Linked DNA regions of Mus musculus: region 1 is linked to region 2. A link is a contact called in public capture Hi-C data. All regions are on one chromosome and are shown on one strand. The core of a region is the stretch at or near the end of the contact, and the rest is flanking DNA. Distances in the headings are between cores, read along the strand shown. Region 1 holds the start of Zfp326 (zinc finger protein 326). Region 2 holds the start of Spp1 (secreted phosphoprotein 1).

Region 1 (5,736 bases), core at 2,399-4,898, 1.4 Mb after region 2:
TGTTTGAGTGTTTGGTTCCCAGTTGGGCTGTTTAGGAAGAATTGTGAGATGTGGCCTTGTTAGAGGAGGTGTGGACCTGGGCTTTGAGATTCCTCAAACTCAGGGCAGGTGCAGTCTCTCTGCCTCCTGCTTACAGATCACATGTAAGTCCCCAGCTACTCCTCCAGTATCTTATCTCCCTGCCCGCTGCCAGGCTCCCACGGTGATGGCTGTGGACTTACCTCCCTGCCCGCTGCCAGGCTTCCACGGTGACGGCTGTGGACTCAGCCCTCAATTAAATCCTTTTAAAAATAAGTTGCCGTGGTCGTGGTGTCTCTTCATGGCAATAGAAAAGTAACTGAGACACAGGGTGGCTCTGTATGCAGACTTCTAAGAATGCTTCCTGTTTGGGAAGGAGGAAGGTTGGGGGAAGAGGTGTGTGTGTGTGTGTGTGTGTGTGTGTGTGTGCTGGCTCTCAGTACATCTTTGAGACTAGGTTTCTTCTGAGTTAGCAGCAACTTGCTTGGCCATTTTTTCTTCCAGGGGAGGGAAGGCAAGGTGGAGGGGGGGATGTAGTCACACACACACACACACACACACACACACACACACACACACACACACGAGAGAGAGAGAGAGAGAGAGAGAGAGAGAGAGAGAGAGGAAGAGAGAGAGAGAAAGAATATAGTGGCAGAGAGAGAGGGTGGAGAGAGAAGGAGAGTGAGTGAGAGGGGAGGGGATAAGGAGAGGGAGACGGGAGAGGGACAGGGACAGGGACAGGGAGAGAAAATATAGTGACTCTAGTTCATTCCCTTTCAGTCATGGTAAGGTCTTAGAACCTCAGGTTACAGAATCATTCCTTTGTCAGAAGGTAAATTGGGAGAAAAATGATAACAAGTGAAGCATTAAAACCCACTAGGGAGAGTTTGACTTGGTAAACAAATGCTCTTAACAGCAAGGGGGACAAAGAAGACCTTATGATAGCAAAGAGCTTTAAATGAAGAGGGCTCGAAGCCAAGGTTGTGGGTGAGACAGTGCTCCCAGGCCTTGCTCCTTAGGGTGTGGTTTAGCAGCTGCTGCTGCCCTCAGAGGTTTGTAAGGATGGACATTCTTGGCCTCCAACTAGCGAGACTGTCTGTGAACCTGTTTTAATAAGTCTTTGAGTCATGTTCTCAGGTATACATACCTGAGAAGTGCAAGTTTGGAACACGGGAATGTGACCTGAGAATGCTGTTGCTGTTTTTAAATAAAAGTAAATCTGGGTTATGTTCTGAGGCTGCTCAGGGGCTAATACAAAGGTCAGGAGTCACATTAAAGCACAGGGCTGTTTGGAGAACTCGGCGTCTGAAGCTGGCAGCCCAAATGGGGAGAGTGGGCTGGAGAAATGGCTCTGTGTTTGATAGCACTTGCTGCCCTTTCAGAGAAGCTGAACTCAGGTTCTAACACCCATGTCCATGAAATTACCGTGCCCTGTCACTTCAGCTGCAGAGGGTCCGATGCCCTCTTCTGGCCTCCACAGGCACCCACGATCGTGCACATACCCTCACACAGACAATGCATATCCATAATTGAAGTGGGAATGAAAGCGTTCTTTGGAAAGCTGGATGGTGTTTGGCCGGGGACAAACATGTGAAGGTGTGTTTCGCTGAAGTGGACACAGGTGAAAGGATCTTCTGTCAAAGCACGCTCATGAAAGGACACCTCGCTGGTGTATCTGTGACGCTCATGAGAGGACACCTCGCTGGTGTATCTGTGAAGTGTTCGCCAGGGGGTCGAGCTGCCGCTGCTGAACTGAACTGCCTGTTTCCAGACAACACAGGCGAGAGTGGCTCCAAAGAACCTTTCTAAGCAGGTCCACTTCCCCCTTATCCTTTCTTTCCCACTACCTCTGGTGGGTGGTGGGATAGAAGGGGGTGTGTGTGTTAAAGTGCTCTACCTGAGGTTCTGAGTTCTATTCCCAGCAAACCACATGGTGGCTCACAACCATCTGTAAATGGGATCTGATGCTCTCTTCTGGTGTGTCTGAAGACAGCAACAGTGTACTTACATATAATAAATAAATCTTTAAAAAAAGTCTTTATAAAGACGAAAGAGAGAGAGAGAGAGAGAGAGACAGAGACAGAGACAGAGACAGAGACAGAACAGGGTGAGAGGAAGGGGAATACAGGGAGAGGGCAAGGGTCAGGCAGTATCTCTACCTTTTGTTTGTGTTCTATGTTAGGCAGCATTGGACAGATCTACTCAGAGCCTTAATGTGGGAATGACATGACCAGTTGGCATCGGACCCCATTACAGATGGCTGTGAATCTCTTTGTGGTTGTTGGGAATTGAACTCAAGACCTCTGTAGAAGAGCAGTCAGTGATCTTAACCACTGAGGCATCTCTCCAGCCCTGTATAAGCAAGAGTTTTGCAGGGAGACAGTGAGTATCCTAACTCAGGTAGTGGCCACGAAAATGGAAAGGGTGGGGCCGACCTAAGATATCTTAGGTGGGGTAAGCAGATACAAAAGTGTGTGGATTGGAAGTAGGAGGCTGAAAGAGCGGTGAGCTAGTCTCGAGTGGACTGGACCGAGTCAGCCTTCTGGCTGGGATTAGTGGGCGGTTTGCTCACCGCCCCGTGAACAGCCAAGAGAATACACGAGGATAAGCAGGTCTGAGAAGGGAAATTGTGAGTTCAGCTTTCAGCCCAGGTGAACAGAAAACATGTGTGGGAGGGGAGAAGAGAAGGAATTGGGAAAGGGTGGAGAACAGGATGAGTCAGGGAGGGTGGAGGAGGAAGAGATGAGCAGGAGGACACAAAGCCGTGCCCAGATTTGGGGCTACTGTGGTATACCTCCCTGTGCTTCCAGTTTTATTTCCGGCTTCCTCCGAACTGAGTCTAGCAAATTGAGTGCAAAGAATTGATGTCTGGCTTCCTATCTAGGTAACCAATTTGTTGTTAATGCCATTTGCTCTGTGAGGACAGAGAGAAAATTATTTAAAACTGTGGTTCAAGTCCACAAGAGTCTTCCCATAGTGTTCCTGAGTGAATACCTTTGCATCTGCTCCAACACAATTTTAAAAGTGGAATAATCTCTTCCTCCCCCTCCCTCCCTCTCCCCTTCGAGCTGAACGGTGGACTACTTTCTTCCTGCCAAATCTTTCCCATCTGTGAACTTTCACAGTTGCTTTACTACCTTCAACCCAGCAGTGGCTAGCAGCCTGTCTTGGGATAGTCTTATGATCCTGTCCTATTTGGCAATCAGGGTTCCTGTGCACGCCCCACACTTCTGTGTGTCAGAGGAAGGAACTCCATAAGTAGTGAAAAAAATCTCTCCTCCTCACTCCTTCAGCCAACAGTAGCCAAAGGTCGCCATGTCATTTAATGAGTTTCTGCAAGAGAAAGGCACTCCCTCCTGGACCCGGTTGCTCTTGCCAGGCTCCAACATGGCCGGCCAACCGGAGTCCTTCCAGAACATCCCTCTCCAGCCTTCCGCACTCCCGTTTCACCTTCCGTCCCCCGCGATCCCCAGGGTCAGGACCCAGGAGCCTGACAACTGCCTCGCTTCCCGCCCCCCTCGCGAGACCCGCCCACCACCCCGCGTCGGCCAATCGGAGGCGGTGCTGCGACGACTGGCAGGCCCGCCCGACCCCGCCCCCAGCCTCGCTGTGGCCTGCGGCTTCCCGGCTAGTAGCGCCGCTGTCGGTCGCGCGGGCCGGTCGTGTGGACACTGCCGTATCGCGGGCTCTTGCCGCGGGCCACAGCGAGCGCAGCGCGGAGACCGTCAGCCCCGCGGCGTCGAGCATGGACTTCGAGGACGGTGAGCGGCGCGCGGGGCGGGCCGCCGTGGCGGGCGGGCGGGAGGGAGGGCGGCGGGCGGCCTGCGCCGGGGGTCTGTTTACCGCCTCAAGATGGCCGTGTGGCTTTGTTCTGTGGGCCGCGCAGCGACCGCGGGCCCGGCCCGGAGCCCTGTGGTCCGGGAGCCCCACGTGGGGGTGCGGCCGGCCCGGGGCCCTGCTGTCTAGGGGGTCGGCCTAGCTGCGAGCCTCGGGGCCTCGTCCGCGGCCGCCTGCAACTTCCTGGCCTCGCCGAGCGGCGACCGGGCCCACGGGGCCCACGGGGCCCTCGGGGCAGCGACCCGGTGGCGGGTGGAGCCGGTCCTCACCGTGTCGCCCCGGGCTCTGGAATCTTGCTCGACACAGGCTGCCTCGGGCTCGTGCGATGCTTCTCCGTGTGAGAGGAGTATAAAGGGCGTCTCTAGGCGTTCCATCGAGATGGGCTTCGGTTCCCCCAGAACCAGAATCTGCAAGTTATTACCACGTAGCCGACCGAGCTGTCTAATATCTCACCCAGGTTACCTGCTAGTGAATACCGCGTCTGAAACAGCTCCGTGACCCAGTGCATTATCATTATTATTTTTGTTTTTAGGGGTGGTAGTGGTGGGGCTTGTGTATGAATGCTACCTAAGTTAGAATTCTGGCACAGCAAGCCCCAGATGCCCTTCACGTTCAGCTAGATCGGTGCACAGCAGCCCGTGTTGGACTTGCTGGTTAAATAAACCGAATTGTAACGTTGCTTTTCAGCTTTCCCTGGCCGTGAAGTACAGTTAATTTGGTATCTTCAAACCTTGCTCAACTTTTATAGGAATCAGTGTCAAGATAAAGTGATCAACAGTAGTGATAGTGTTAGGGAGCCGAGGAACAGTTTGTAGGATTAAACTGGGTGTAATCTCGAGGAACTAGGTATTTCTAAATAAAACCGGTTCATTTCTTGTGAAGGAAGCCTCTGCCTCCACCAGAAATGGGCTTTGACATTGAATGAGGTGTGCTTTTTTGGCGTAGGTCGTATTGCATGAGCTTTTGATTTTTGATTTGCTACAAGAGGTTGAGGCTGTCAAGTGTAAATATAGGAAAAAGAATCACCCTTTTCGGAGTACTTTTCGGTTGCTTTGAAATATAGTTCAGCTCTTCAGGATAGCATACCGTCCTGCTTGTGCTTCGGGGTTGGACAGTGACTCATTCTGATATAGGTGACTCTAAATTACTACTATGTGCACTAGTCAGAGTTGACATTGAAGAGAAAAAGTATGTTTTAGACCAAAGTTTGATGACACTACCAACCTATGTGGTGTGCCAGAAGTTAACCTTGTAGTGTGTGCAGAGTGGGAGGAGTCAGTCAGTAAGGAAATCCATTTTCTGTAGAGGATTGAAAAATAGCGGTCAGATTTGGAGTATTTGCTTTCATTATACTTATGATAAAAATAATGAACAATGTTAGAGATAAATAATCTCTTAACAGCCCATCCGTAGCCACCAATGCTGCAGTTGGGCTGTAGATTTGAGTGTATCTGACTCTGATCCTGTCATGTGCCAGGGTTCAGTTATATCTAGAAGCTCCATATTCAATTCCGTTCTTCCAGTCTTTATTTGTAGAGTTAAATAAAGGCTTTAACATTATGCCTGGATGGATACAGCCCACGCTCATACATATATGCATATGTGTTTTTTAGACAGGCTTCTAAAGTATTTAGAGAGAACAGATGAAGTGGTAAAACAAATACTGACCTTGAAACATTTGTATTCCACAAGACCAAGTTTCACATCCATCACCGTTTTTGAAAAATCGTTTTACCTTTGCTTTGTGTAAGTTAAATTAATACTGGGTCTCCTCTTTTGGCAGTTACAAATATGGACATTAAATAGTTTTTACATTGCCATTAGGCAGTGAAAGGGTGATGTGCTTCCTCAAGTGGATGCTTGTAATTATTTGCATCCCAG
Region 2 (5,702 bases), core at 1,163-3,662:
TTTAATGTGTGAATTCTAAACAACTACAAATTCCCACTCAGGGAAAATGTCAGCAGCATAGTTGGATTCGGAAAGCAAAAGCGCGTGCCTCCTCGAGTTAGAAGAGCGTTTTGTCCTCTGCTTTGCAGAATTGCTCCCAGTGCAAAGCCTCATCCTCAAGGTCGCTGGTATGAGTGTAGGAAGAGGGAAGCAGACAGTCCTGTCGCAATGGGATTGCTGAAGGCATCAACAGAGCGGGACAGAGGTGCTTCGGTTCTCAGGGTCCCTGGCCCTGGTTGCCAACTGGGTCATTGCTGAGAAATACTTCCTTACTCGGCATTCTGGGAAACAGGGTGCATACAGTCGGCCTCTAAGGATGCATTCAGAAAATCTTCGAAGCCTTTGAGGGCTGTCTGTTGCCCTTTCTAGAAATGCTGCCATCGTGTGGCACTTGGGAGTTAGAATGAAAAGGAGTCCTGGAGGGGTCATATGGTTCAGCTCGAGGTGGCGCAGCTCCAGCAAAATCTATTCCTATACCTCCCTAATTCGTGTTGAATCATTCCTGTGGGCGCAGAGTAAACTGCAGTGAAACCCTGTGGACGGCTTGCTGCCTTAGGATTTGTGGAATTTCCCTGAACAACACTGAAAACACAAACTCCAGTGGGTGTTGTGCTTAAAGGGCAAAAACGCTTGTTGTTAGGTTTTTTTCTTTTAAAAGAAATAAGGAGTCTGTTTTTACAACGTTAAAAACCTGTGTGATTTATATTTGATAGTCATAGGAGTCATCTTAATAAAGTGTGTGCTAAGGACCTTCAAAGTAATAATATTAATTCATTTAGAACACATCTATCAAGAGATAACCCAAATGCTCAAAACAGTTTTGTGCTACTTACTCTAACTCTGTAGAAGATTACTTAACCTATATTCATATTAAAAGCAGGGTTTGGCAAGTAGCACTAATATCTAATACAACAAAGGTTTGACTTAACTTTAATCTCAATTTCTGCATGCCTCTTACATTGGAGATGTAAGGTAATAAGCCTGTGTTCTCCATTTCGGGAAAAGAAAGGAAGTAACTGCAGGGCAGTATTAAATATTTAAAGAAGTCTGCTTCACCTATAATTTTATCTCATTTGAATACCTCTTAACTATTCAGTAACGTTTTGTTAATACAAATTTTAAAATCTTTTTAAGTAGCCAACCTTATATATTCCAGGAAATAAAACTCAAAAAAGATAATTCAGAAATATAAGCTGTGTCTTTAAAAAAATATTCAGAGAACCCTTTAACGTGTACAGCTTAAAGATCAATTCAAAGGCATTACAAATTTCAGCTCCTTGCCTCTGCTGAAGATTTCTGTAATAGTTAAAATATACACGTTCTTTAACATGTGGGGGAAGGAGCATTGCAAAATGTGAAGTGCTATCAACTGCACTTACACTAATCCATTGTCCTGTAGATAGACTAAGTGACTTGCCCAAGGTCACACCTGGCACTGCTTACAGAAGGACTGAAAGGCAGTCTGGCTCCTGCAGCTTCCCCACCCAGCAAGCATTCCAGTCTCACAAACTGCTTGCTTAGGCGGGCTCTATCTGGAGTAACCACCTCTTCTGCTCTATATGGCCATTATAGTTTAGATAGCATCAGAACCATCACTCCCAGCTGCTCCAACAGAGCAACAAGGTTCACGAGGTTCACGTCTCTAAAGGTCAGTGGAGGCAGGAGAGGAATTCAGGGTCACTGTGTGGTTTGCACAAAGAGCAAGCGGCTGCATAGCTCAAGTGTCAAAACTGAGTTGTTACTTTGTTTCGTTTTGTTGTGAGGTTTTGTTTCTTTTGTGAGAGGGTCTCACTTTCTGTTGCCCCAACTGACCTGGAACACAGTATGGAGCCGAGGCTAGCCTCAAATTCATGGTGATCTTCCGGAGTACAAAACAGAGCCACTGTGGCCCGGCCAACCTAAGCTACCGAATACAAAGGCAAAAGGGAGGGTCTGAAAGTTCTGCCGAGACAGCAGTTTTCTAGATTTAAGTAAGTCTGAGAGAATCAAATTGTGTATCCATGTGGCCTTTATCTGTAACTTAGATAGGAGAATCCATACCTTTCATCCCCATTGATGTTTTTCTACTAATTCAGTAACTATAAACAAAGTCTCTGTGAGGGTGATCTACTCTTCCTTTCCTTATGGATCCCTGATGCTCTTCCGGGATTCTAAATGCAGTCTATAAATGAAAAGGGTAGTTAATGACATCGTTCATCAGTAATGCTTTGTGTGTGTTTCCTTTTCTTCCTTTTTTTTTTTTTTAACCACAAAACCAGAGGAGGAAGTGTAGGAGCAGGTGGGCCGGGTAGTGGCAAAAACCTCATGACACATCACTCCACCTCCTGATTGGTGGAGACTGTCTGGACCAGCATTTAAATTCTGGGAGGTCTGAGCCACCAGCAGCTCACACTGAAGAAGCATCCTTGCTTGGGTTTGCAGTCTTCTGCGGCAGGCATTCTCGGAGGAAACCAGCCAAGGTAAGCCTGCAGTGGCCCATGAGGCTGCAGTTCTCCTGGCTGAATTCTGAGGGTGAGTCCAGAGAACATTCTTTCAACAGTCGTATTTGTTAGTCAGACTCGTGCTGTTCTGGTCTTTTTGAATAAGCTGGTCAGGTACATTGCAGGTTTCCCGGTATTTTCAAAGCCAGTTGGATGTAGAAGTTAAAATAAATCTAGTTGGTCCTCTAAAGGAGAGAGAGAGATCTGCTAGTAATCTCTCTCTCTCTTTCTCTCTTTCTCTCCCTCTCTCTCTTCCTCTCTCTCCCTCTCTCCCTCCTCTCTCTCTCCCTCCTCTCTCTTCCTCTCTCTCTCCCTCCTCTCTCTCTCTCTCCCTCTCTCCCTCTCTCCCTCTCTCTCCTGTCACACACACATTGTAAAGTTCTATGTATCTTTGGAACAAATGTCTGCATCATTTTAAAGTGGCTGGATGACTGTGGAGACCAGTAAAGGAGGATCCTCTATATTAATATAAACCAGATACAGTTATTTTTAGAAAACTGTCTCACTTCAAAAGAGAACCTTCCTTAATTTCTCGCTTCTGCACTTGGCTTTTACAGTTTTCACTAAGGTCCCTGTGTGATAACACAGACTCATCAACATGCACAGAAAAGCTGTTGCCTGCTCTCAGTGTTTTATTTTTATTATTATTATTATTGTTGTTGTTATTATTATTATTATTAGTCCAAATAGAACATCTTACTCAAATTCAAAGATATCTTTGTTTCTTTCAGCTTTGTATAATGTAAGTTAAAATCACATTTGAAATGCAAATGGAAAAAGCAATTTTCTTTTATCATTCTATTTTCTCTTTTTCTTCCTTGCAGAAAGTACTCTCATGGTAGTTCGTTGCTTTAATTACTCGATTACTGTGAAACAAATCTTGGTGTGGAGCTCTAGAGACATCAGATAGTGGGGGCATAAGCTCTGAGACTCCAGACGTAAAGTTTGGATGAATAGAGTTGTGAAATTGCCCTTTTCCTTGCTAAGGATGAGAGGTGGAGAGGTAGAAAAGGCACACAAATATTGACTCACTGAAATTTTCTCTGAGATGTAGAAAGATTCCATAAATTATTGGTGACTTGGTGGTGATCTAGTGGTGCCAAGAGTGTGTTTGAACCTGACAAGACATCAACTGTGCCTCATAAAATATGTTGCAGGACTAACTACGACCATGAGATTGGCAGTGATTTGCTTTTGCCTGTTTGGCATTGCCTCCTCCCTCCCGGTGAGTACAGCTGAATCTTAGAGAGAATTCTTGAAAACAAATGAATTTTAGCTTTAGCACACTCACACGCATTTCCTTGTCACTTTTCTGTTTTAAAGGTGAAAGTGACTGATTCTGGCAGCTCAGAGGAGAAGGTAAGCACCTCCGGGTTGATCATTTAACTGAAGAATGTTCGCCAGCGTCGCAAAGGTTGCTAGGAACAGCAATTTTTTGTTGCCATTTTATTCATCTATATAATTAGACCTGAGTATTTCAAAGTACTTACTATGTATTTTAGACAGAGACAGTACCAAATCGGCCATTGTTTTTAATAAACAGATTCTCTTATAATTAGATTTTTAATATAATAAAAGCATGTTCTAGACAATTGCTACTTACATAAAGCAGGTCACAGGACCTTGAGTGACTGGTTCTTTCCTGAGTCAGCATGCTTGGAAAATCCTGCAGGCTGACTTTAGAAGGTCACTCAGATGTCAGCTGGAGCTGATCATATGACTATGATATTTACAATACCATCCAAGTCCATCTTGAAAAGAAAAGTCCATTTGTGCTGTTTGGATCTATTAGCTGACTTTAGATCACATTTTCCTAAATGAGAATGAAAACCAAACCAGTACCTTTACATGTTTCAACATAAGACCAGCAGCATTGGCATACCTGTGCCTCCACATAGGTAAGAATATGCTGGTGTAACACAGACCCTGTGCTTGGACAAAAAGGCACACAGAGTTCAGGTCCAAGTGTAGAGCGTCATTGCAGTTTCATTGCTCAGCGAAGACAGTCAGGGAAGCACTTGTGCACAGAATGTGTGAGCTGGTGGTGGGGCTGCCTGTCTTCCAACAGTCTGGAGAACATGGGTGCTCAACTACAATAACAAGATGGGAGAATTAACATTTCCATACAGGAAAGAGAGACCATAACTAGTACTTTAAAATGTCACAAGAGAAATATTTTTAAATACAAGGATGCATTTTAAAAAGAAGTAACAGTATAAGTCATCAAATGGGATTTAGGATGTAGCCGAAAAGCTCAAAAGTCAGTTTTCTAGAATTTCAGCGATGTAGGAGCAGAAGAAAATATTTAAAAAGCCTTTAAGAATATACTCCTAAAGATAAGCACTCGTTGTTCATGTTAAGGTTATGGCTTACAGAGCTCTGTGTTTCTTTTTTTAATAATAGCAAATGCATACTTTTTTTTTTTTTTTTGAAATAGCTTTACAGCCTGCACCCAGATCCTATAGCCACATGGCTGGTGCCTGACCCATCTCAGAAGCAGAATCTCCTTGCGCCACAGGTATTGTGTTTTAATTTCTCAAAACTGAACAGCTGGGCTGGATTGATGGCAGAGCTGTTCTTACAGAGGACCCAGGTTCAGTTCCCAGAACCTAGATATCAGTTCACATTCTTCTTTAACTCCATTCCAGGGGTCTGTTGTAGTCCTCTGATCTCCTTGGGGCTCGGCAGATACATGGAACACTACTACGCATGCAAGCAAAACAGTTACACACAAAAATTAAAGTAAACAAACAATAAATGAACAAAACCCTAAACTGCTAATGAGCAGCTACTAATCAAGCCACACAGGCTAGGTAGCCGGAGCTTCTTGCTTAGAAGTGAGTGTCTAGAGGACCAATGGATAGTTTGCATCCATTGTAGCCTTTGTATCTATTGTATCATCTGGCAGGCTGAAACATGACACCTGCATTAGGATGAAAAGGGTAACTTTAGAATTAAGCAACTGATCATGTATGTTGTGTACTGATATGTGACCTTCCTTTTTTCAGAATGCTGTGTCCTCTGAAGAAAAGGATGACTTTAAGCAAGAAGTAAGTTCTCACATTCACTGAGACCTATTTTTAGAGACACCGAGGAAGCCACCACATCATTTTCTTCAGATTGTCAGTCCCTTAGAAAGTATCCAAGTAAATCTCCATTCAAAAACTTGCTTAGAGGGGCTCT

The links. Capture Hi-C pulls out chosen DNA fragments and counts their contacts.
Region 1: a capture Hi-C map of macrophages shows a contact between it and region 2, with 4 times the contacts expected there. The contact joins the promoter of Zfp326 here to the promoter of Spp1 in region 2. A contact is called at or near these places in 3 of 39 promoter capture datasets (cranial neural crest, embryonic stem cells and pre-B cells) and 3 of 9 other capture datasets (adipose tissue, liver and macrophages).

Annotation. Positions count from the first base shown.
Region 1 is chr5:105,872,920-105,878,655 of GRCm38.p6, forward strand. It overlaps Zfp326 (zinc finger protein 326), which reads left to right and starts at 3,649. Exons shown (of 12, transcript NM_018759.2): 1 at 3,649-3,779. The coding sequence starts at 3,764.
Region 2 is chr5:104,432,699-104,438,400 of GRCm38.p6, forward strand. It overlaps Spp1 (secreted phosphoprotein 1), which reads left to right and starts at 2,413. Exons shown (of 7, transcript NM_009263.3): 1 at 2,413-2,498; 2 at 3,677-3,744; 3 at 3,843-3,878; 4 at 4,957-5,037; 5 at 5,528-5,569. The coding sequence starts at 3,691. RefSeq lists promoters at 1-2,435, 978-2,458, 1,509-2,499, a cis regulatory region at 1,015-1,029 and enhancers at 1,679-1,706, 1,711-1,719, 2,337-2,383, 3,195-3,514, 3,264-3,300.